Regions from separate parts of the Sus scrofa genome. Here region 1 is linked to region 2. A link is a contact called in public HiChIP or PLAC-seq data. All regions are on one chromosome and are shown on one strand. The core of a region is the stretch at or near the end of the contact, and the rest is flanking DNA. Distances in the headings are between cores, read along the strand shown.

What was found. HiChIP or PLAC-seq counts read pairs in DNA pulled down with a chosen protein or histone mark.
Region 1: a contact with region 2 is called in an H3K27ac HiChIP or PLAC-seq map of skeletal muscle. The contact joins two enhancer-like sites. A contact is called at or near these places in 5 of 5 promoter capture datasets (fetal liver, fetal skeletal muscle, liver and 1 more), 3 of 47 Hi-C or Micro-C datasets (embryonic fibroblasts, retroperitoneal adipose tissue and skeletal muscle) and 1 of 2 datasets of contacts at active chromatin or transcription factors (skeletal muscle).

Annotation. Positions count from the first base shown.
Region 1 is chr10:27,455,343-27,459,797 of Sscrofa11.1, forward strand. The region is part of intron 1 of C10H9orf3 (aminopeptidase O); the gene reads right to left. Among named protein-coding and RNA genes, the nearest start is that of C10H9orf3, 15 kb to the right of the region's middle. Within about 2 kb of position 1,884, at least 1 of the 83 cell types and tissues checked has an H3K27ac peak or open chromatin away from gene starts, as enhancers often do. A contact at or near this core is called in skeletal muscle, where this site is marked.
Region 2 is chr10:27,395,730-27,400,287 of Sscrofa11.1, forward strand. The region is part of intron 3 of C10H9orf3 (aminopeptidase O); the gene reads right to left. Among named protein-coding and RNA genes, the nearest start is that of C10H9orf3, 74 kb to the right of the region's middle. Within about 2 kb of position 2,697, at least 33 of the 83 cell types and tissues checked have an H3K27ac peak or open chromatin away from gene starts, as enhancers often do. A contact at or near this core is called in skeletal muscle, where this site is marked.

The DNA.
Region 1 (4,455 bases), core at 634-3,133, 59 kb after region 2:
TCTTGTGGATACTAGTTGAGTTCATTACTGCTGAGCCACAACTCCTATTTTTAATATTGTTAAAAATGAAAAACCAGCAAGGCAATCCAAATGGCCATCAAGTGATGAAAGGAAAAAGAAATGTAGTATATCTATACAATGGAATATTATTGCACCATAAAAAGGAATGACATACTGATGCATACTAAACATGAATGAACTTTGAAAAATTATGCTAAATGAAATGAAGAAACAAAAGGCCATATGTTATATGACTTAATTTATATGAAATGTCCGAAATAGGCAAATCTAGGGGTTTTTCTTGTGGGGAAATGGGTTAAAGATCCTTTGTTGTCACCGCAGCAGCTCAGGTCACTGCTGTGGTGCAGGTTCAATCCCCGGCTGGGGAACTTCCGTATGTTGCAGATGCAGCCCTCTGCCCCCCCCCCAAAAGACAAAATACACAAATCCACAGGGACAGAAAGCAGATTAGTGGTTGTCAGGGTCTGGGGAAAGGCAAAACAGGGAGTGACTACTAATGGATATAGGGACCCCTTTTGGAGTGATGACAAGATCCTAAATTAAACAAAGATGGGAGTGGATTAGCAATGAGATCCTGCTGTGTAGCACTGGGGACTACGTCTAGTCACTTATGATGGAGCACGATAATGTGAAAAAAAAGAAGGTATAAATGTATGCGTAACTGGGTCGCCATGCTGTACAGTACAACAGTAAAAAAAAAAAAAAAAAGAAAGAAAGAAAGAAAAATAAACAGAGATGGCTACACAACCCTATGAATATACTAAAAACTACTGAAATGTACAATTATATGGTATGTGAATTACATCTCAATGAAGCTGTTATCTTAAAAAGTGCAGGACAAAAGAAAAGTGAACCATTTAAAAGTTTTACGGCTTTCTTACAAGAATCCTACAGAGGATAAAAAATCTTATATAATTTGGAACAAAGGACTCAATAAAAACAGAAGTGATATTAGCAAGGATTAGTATAAGCCTGGTGTTTTAAAGGAACTATTTTTTAAAGATACTTATTGATTTAAAGAGGACTTTCCAGTTAAAGAACTATGCTATGCTAAGTACACATCTCCTAACATGGCCTAGCATTTCAACCTTAGAATTTATTGCAATATTATTTTAAAGACTATTTCAAAAACCGCTAGCCTTGAGTATTTGTATAAAACAGTATTTCCCAAGCTTTCATCACACAGGTCCCATCACCAGTATTTGTGTCAGCCTCGCACCATCTGTATTTTTATGAAATACAGTTCTTCAATCTACTTCACCATCGACTCACCTTTGTCATAATCATGAAATCATGGGTCTGAAGTGCTAATTCACATCTTCCCGCCATACATTAAAATTCAAACTATGCTTACCCATGCAGCACTTTAAAATACCTACAACTCAAGGAAACACTGGTTTTAAAAAATCAGCTTAGCCTGGGAACATATTTATATTTTAAAAAGTGATGGGGAAGTTAGAATGTTCAGAAAACTACTCTTCAGAAAAATTTAGGACTTTTCTATAGAGTAAGGCACATGTTCAGTGGGAGCAACGGGGCTGGCACTTAGCCAAGAAAAAGTATTTGAGCCCAGTGCTGGGGTGGATGGTAGAGGAAGATGGTGGGCAGTTGGCCTTTGTGAGGGAAGTGGCTGAAAGAACAGGGATGCCAGGCCTTCTCTACAAGTTCCTGGATACAGTGATACAGTCCAGGTGCCACTGCTGTGTTCAGCTTGTAAAAAGGAGTTGAACTTGGCAGAAGGGTGGCTGATAATCAGATATCAACCCTGCTTCCTTCCTGTCGACACCAGTCCTAATAGCCTGCAGAATCACCTACTAAAGCAGTGACTCCAGGGCAGAGAGAGAGAAGAGTCTGGGCTCTGCTGCACCTGTTCCTTCTGTCTAAGGGAAACACGGGTTAGGTTTCGTTTTGAAATATTAGGACCATGGGTGGCCTGAAACAGCTTCCTAAGAGGAGTTTATCCCCATTCCTGACGGGAGATGTCATCATACCTTTGCAAAAAACAAAACAAAAAACAAAACAAAACAAAAAAAAAACTCACATGGAAGACGCTGGAAAATTTGATCACTTTCTTTTTCACTCCCTTTTCTCACTGCAGAGGGATAAACTGCCTCTCTTAGTAGTTATCCATCCTAAGAAGGTAAAACAAGAACATGCCACTATCTTTATTCATTTAATAAGCCCTCGCTGGGAGTTACCGTCGGGGCTCAGTGGTTAACGAATCCGACTAGGAACCATGAGGTTGCAGGTTCGACCCCTGGACTTGCTCAGTGGGTTAAGGATCCAGTGATGCCATGAGCTGTGGTGTAGGTCACAGATGCAGCTCGGATGCCACGCTGCTGTGGCTGTGGTGCAGGCCGGCGGCTACAGCTCTGATTAGACGCCTAGCCTGGGAACTTCCATATGCCGTGGGTGCGGCCCTAGAAAAGACAAAAAAAAAAAAAGAAGTCCAAGCTGAATTCCGGAATAGCAAGGGCTTCAGAAAGACAGCGAATGAAGGCTCTTGCCAAAGAAAGTAGAAAAACAAACCAACTAAAAAAAAAAAAAAAAAACTTCCTGCCGCATTCCTATTCGTTAATTATTTTCCTGAAAGTAAGATATAACAACTTTTAAAAATAATTCTATACAAGAAAAAAAAATCAAAAATCATTTTAGATAAATCTGCTCCTGCCCCTGAAAGTGACCTTAGGGTTCTAGTCAGTAGGCTCAATGACGTATTATTTTTCTTAACACTCTTTTTCTATTCCTTTTTTTAAGAACACTAGCCACGGGTTCTTAACTCACTGAGCCACGATGGAAATTCCATTTATACTCTTGATATCTTTTAGACTTCAAGCACATGGCTTGGAGATGTAGAAAGATACATTTCCCTAGTATTTTTCTCAAGTTAACTTATCCTTTTTTATCATATAGTTATTTTTAAAAAAATTTAATATAGTTGATTTACAATGTTGTGTCAATTTCTGCTGTACAGCAAGTTGACCCAGCCACACACACATATACATTCTTTACCTCATATTCTCTTCCATCATGCTCTGATTTATTCTTTGACTGAGTGAAGCTTTAATATGTAGACCCAAAACTGTAAAGATGGGCTTCCTAAAGATTATTCAGAAAATATTAACTATAGGAGTTCCTGTCATGGCTCAGTAGTTATTGAGCGGGTTCAATCCCTGGCCTCGCTCAGCGGGTTGAGGATCCGGCATTGCCATGAGCTGCGGCACAGGTCTCAGATGCAGCTTGGATCTTACATTGCTGTGGCTGTGGTGCAGGCTGGCAGCTGCAGCTCTGATTCAACTCCTAGCCTTGGGAACTTCCATATGCTGCGGGTGCGGCCCTAAAAAGTGAAAAAAGAAAGAAAGATAAAGAAAATATTAATGATAGAACTACAAAACCTTTAAGTCTAAGTGGTTGTGTGCTATATTACACTGTCGAAGTGGTCTCCAGGGGTATTTTTAATCTAGGGAGACTACTCATGATTTTTCAAAGAATTTTATCCCAAGCATCAATTTCCAGTGAACATTACACATGCCAGCAGCTTCATTACTAGCAATTCAGATTAACATCTGTGAATATCCTCAGAAATTCATGAAAACATTTGTTTTATAACCAGACAAATCACAGCTCTTCTCAGAGATCTACCACAGTGCTTGTCAAAGTGAGGTGTGAAGCTCACATGCCCTGGAATCAAATGGAGAGGGAAAGGCTGGTGGGAATGGTGCTTATTAAAAATATAGATCCTGGAGTTCCCAGTATGGCACAATGGGATCGGCAGCATCTTGGGAGCGCTGGGACACAGGTTTGATCCCCGGCCCAGCACAGTGGGTTAACAATCCGGTGTTGCTGCAGCTTTGGCTTGGATGGCAACTGTAGCTCAGATCTGATCCTTGGTCTGGGAACGCCATATGCCAAGAGGCAGCAAAAAGAAAAAACTCCTTTAGATTCTTCTAGGAGTTCCCTTGTGGTACAGTGGGTTAATGATCCAGGGTTGTCACTACAGCGACTTATAGGTCACTGCTTTGACTCAGGTTTAATCCCTGGCCCAGGAACTTCCAGGTGCTGCAGGTGTGGCAAAAACAAAAAATATTAAAAAAAAAAACCTTCTAAAATATGACACAAATGAACTTAAGTGTTGTGAGAGAAGGTGAGTGCCACATTCTATATCTCTGCCATCTTCATCTCTCCCAAGACAAATGAACTTATTGACGAAATAGAAACAGACTCACAAACACAGAAAACAAACTTATGGCTACCAAGGGGGAAAGAGGATGGGGAAGGGATACATTGGGAGTTTGAAATTAGCAGATACAAACTACTACTTATTAAGCAGATGAACAACAAGGTCCTACTGTATGGCACAGGGAATATCTTGTAATAAACCATACTGGAAAAGAATACATACATACACACACACACACACACACAAATAATGAA
Region 2 (4,558 bases), core at 1,447-3,946:
GCTGGGGTTCGATTCTGTGACCCACACTTAACAGTTTGGGCACATTGCTTCATCTCTCCAAGCATCAGTTTCCTCATCGGTAAAAAGGGAAGGACCACAGTCTCCCCCATTGGATTATGTGAGGACTAAGTTAGATAACATATAGAAATAACATATAGAAATCACCATGCATACTAACTGGCACATAGTAAGTGCTGAAGAAATGTTAACTGCTGTCATCTTTACAGCTGCCTCCCCTGGTTGCTTAGGCTGACTTTCTGAAGGCAGAGGCCAAGACTGTCGAAGGTATGGCTGCCACATGTGCACTGAAGCCCGTGGCCTTATGAGGCCAAATATGGGGTTTAAGGTTGAATGGCACTAAAACTCTGTGCACAAAGCGATCCATTTAAAGGAGAATGACAGCCCAAAGGGGGCATCCTGTATGACTTCATATAGAAATGGGCCATTTGGAGACTATTTAAATGGTGTTTACTTTAAATGAGCCATCCTCGATAAAACAGACAGTGAATGCCTTCGTTTTCCTTTTTGATTCAATCCACTTGCCCCTAGACTCCCTCACTACACCAGCTGCAAAACAAAGAGAACAAGCTGTACTTGAATTAACCCAAGAGTTTTTCCTCTGCAGAGGCCAGAAGCCCATCACACCACTGGATGATTTCACGGCCAGGCCGGGATTCATTAGCAGCACACACAGGGAGGGGGGTGGGAGGAAGGGGCCCAGAGGAAGTGGCGCTCCCTAACTGTGCAGGCTTGAGCAGCCACCCAGCTCGCCTCCCTCCTGGGCCTCCTCAAAAGGTTCTCAAAAAGCCTCTCCACCACCTTCTCAAACTGGAAATTATTTAGGGGAGAAAATTCTTTGACTTCAATTGTTTCACTAATAAGATAGATGCATCAGATGTTGGTCTTGTCATTGTGCTAGCAGCTGCTACAAGATCCAAATAGACATTTTCATCTCCCAAACAGGACTGAAATTTTCCTTAAAGATGACTGTGTTTTTTGTAGGTATGATAAGGATTTGAAATGGGTAATTTTTCAAATTAGAAGTTTTGAAAATACTTATAATGAGAGAGTGTTAAAACAATTACCTTAATTCTTCATATACTATTCTAAAAAATTGTCCTATGAATGGTGTTGAAGATTCTCTTTTAAGGTAGGAAAAGTGGAAAGGAAAAAAGGAAGAATGTGATGGAGTATTTGTTCATGGGAGGAGAGAGACCTTTTTATTCTAAACCTGTGAAAAACTTGGCTAGTTATTTGTTTAGAAAATCATTTTTACAAAAAGAAAAAAAATAAGTGCAAAAAATCAAGATGCTGTAGTTCTTTCTACCTATCAATCATGCCTACTACTAGTAAGTTCAATACAAAACTTATGGAATATCATTGTCCTATTCTTAGAGAAGTCGGATAAACTCACTCCAAACACACCAAAGGCACAGCCATACCATTCACAAACACCCTGCTTCCACAGGGGCAAAAGCAGATTTATCTTTGCCGAGTTAAGCATCTTCCGGAATTTCTCATTTTTAAAGGGTTAGAGTTTCACTGAAAATTAAAGCAGGCATTTAAATTCTTCTTTCAAAAGCATCCACTTCATCTTTTAAACTTTTCTACTGTAGCTTAGACAAACAAGATGCAGCTTTTGGAAACATCAAATTGATACATGCTTTCATTTATGTATCATATTTCTTCACTCAGTTCTTCTGAGGCACCTGCTTCTTTCCTACCTCAAGCTTTTTTCTTTCTCTAGTAGCTATTCTCTCTCTTTTTTTCTTTTTTTTTTTTTTTTTTTTTTGTCTTTTGCCTTTTTCAGGGCCACACCCATGGCAATATGGAGGTTTCCAGGCTAGGGGTCCAATCGGAACTTTAGCTGCCGGCCTATGCCAGAGCCACAGCAACGCCAGATCTAAGCCGTGTCTGCAATCTACACCACAGCTCATGGCAACGCTGGATCCTTAACCCACTGAGCAAGGTCAGGGATCAAACCTACAACCCCATGGTTCCTAGTTGGATTCGTTTCTACTGTGCCACGATGGGAACTCCTCTAGTAGCTATTCTTAATTTCAGAACTTCTTGCCCAAACTATGTCAAGCTATTTCATTATTTTGGAACACCTCTGTATTACAAATTTTAAATGCTTGATGATATGTATAGGAACACGCATATATATGAATATGAATTTATAAGTGTATATACTATATATTTAATGTAATAAATATAATAGATATATAATTATAAATATAATAGATATGTAACAATAATAAATATAATAGATACATAACAATAATAAATACAGTAGACATATACAACATAGGTGAAGCTCCCAGTTTTGTTGCTCTTCCTCTCTTGGCTTCTTTCTCTAGTTTTTGGGTCTCTCTGCAAACCCCGACTTTTTTTCCTCTCACTACGTTTTAGATGCTGTATCTACGCGTTCTGGTTTTATGAGCTAGTGCCACCCTCCAGAATACTCATGGTGTGACTGTCTTTCCTTAGCTCTTTTCCGCTGTTGCTCAAGGGCGGGAACTGGCATCAGAACAAAGGAGACAGTAAGACGCCCTGGGCTGGTATGCACCAACACTGCCTGACCAGGGCCATGTGCCAGATCATGCCATGGCTTCTCAGGCTCTGATGCCACTGGGCAAGGCTTCAGGTTTCCTTCCCGGTAACATGGAACCGCCTACGGCACGGACTGGAGAGAATGACCTTCAAGATCACACTAGTGAACCAGGTAGAAGAGCGCCACCTACTGAACCCAGAACACAAGCACCTCCACAGGTTTTGAGGTTTTTGTCCCTGGTGGCTAATACATAAAGGAATACCTTTCACCAGATTGGCTACCCCAAGTCTCACCTGCATTCTGACCGCAATTAAATCCTAGGATAAACTAGTTCTCCTTAAACTTAAAATACGAAATGGATCGGCACACTGGACAACAAATCATTCTGTGCCAGACGGTCATAAGCATGCTTTAGGACTTCACTTCCTTGAGAAAAATCATGAATGTCAAGCTTAAGACAAAAAACCCATAGCAACAAGAATTGGTATACACATGCCTGCCAGAATCATCCTAATCCAAAAGAGATCGTGATGACTTCCCCGTATGCCAAATATGGTAAGTGCAACGCTAGAATGACAAGCAAGAACTAGTCAAAAGCAAGTTGCGAACAAAAGAATGAACTGACAAAGATTTAGAAAGTGCAGGGCATTATGTGAGACCTTACGAAGGATGTAGCAGAGCAGAGTACTGTCCTCCATCACCAGGGGTTTTCTAATCTAAAGAGAAAAGATGTACTCACTTCTGTACTCCTACCCCTGGAAACACATGTGTGTGTGTGTGTGTGTGTGTGTGTGTGTGTGTGTGTGTGTATTAGCCTGGAATAAAGTTTCCTCGGTTGGAGAAATAAGGAGCTCTCCCTACTTCGCATTCTCTCTTTGTGTAAACAATCATGACCAGTCCTACACGTCTTTTAATTTACCAGGTCCTTACACGTCATTCCTGGTTGCTTGCTGTGGGAGCAGGCTAAATAGTACTGCTTATTTGGAGCCATCAAGAGAGAAGAAAAGTTGGCTTTCAGTGGCACACCAGAGGGTCCAGACCCTGAAATCTTGGCTTTTCTCTAGACTTTCCATACAAAATCAAGACAGAATGTCAGGGAGCTGGTCTATTGGACAGGCTGGAGAGCAGCATTTTGCCCGGGATGAAGTAATGTCTACAGTCTCTTACTTTTGCATAGAAAAACAAAATCAGATCCTAAGCGAGGGCACATACAGCTTTTAACACCTTTCATTTGTTCATATGCTTCTTCTCCAACATTTGGAAGGAGCTTAAATTAGCCAGTCTTATTCATTCACTTGAAGCTTCCTAGGAAAAATATAAGCGGAATGTTCTAATTTTCTAGGAATTAGACTCTAAATTAGACCCTGAAAAAATAAAACAAAATTCAACAACAACAAATTACCAAATGGTGGAACAGGAATGTACTACATCGATTTTTTTTTTCCTTTTAAAAGATACTGAGTTTGGAGAAAAGGCATAAACTCTAATCAGAAGCAAAACTAAAGGAAAGACCCTGAAATCACTTTTGTTACTATCAGTGGTGATCTTAAATGCTTCTTCCATGAATATATTACTTCTGTCTGATTACAGAGAACACATTCATTCAACAAGTAAGTACTGAACACCTATTCTATACGAAACACTGTACTGGGCATTGGGTCTCTGGGCGTAATAGTTTAGCTATATTTTGGCAGGGAATACAGGCTGACAACAAGAGTCAGGCTAACATTTCTGTCTGCCCAAATGACATGATGGTGAGAAAGTTCAATAATAAAGGATAAAGGAGCCAAATAAGTCAATCTAAATCGGTTTTTTTTTTTTTTTTTTTTTTTTTTGCATTTTAGGGGCGTCCATGTGGCGTATGGAAGTTCCCAGGCTAGGAGTCGAATTGGAGCTGCAGCTGCCGGCCTACACCACAGCAACATGGGATCCAAGCCACATCTGTGACCTACACCACAGTAACACGGGATCCAAGCCACATCTGTGACCTACACCACAGCTCAT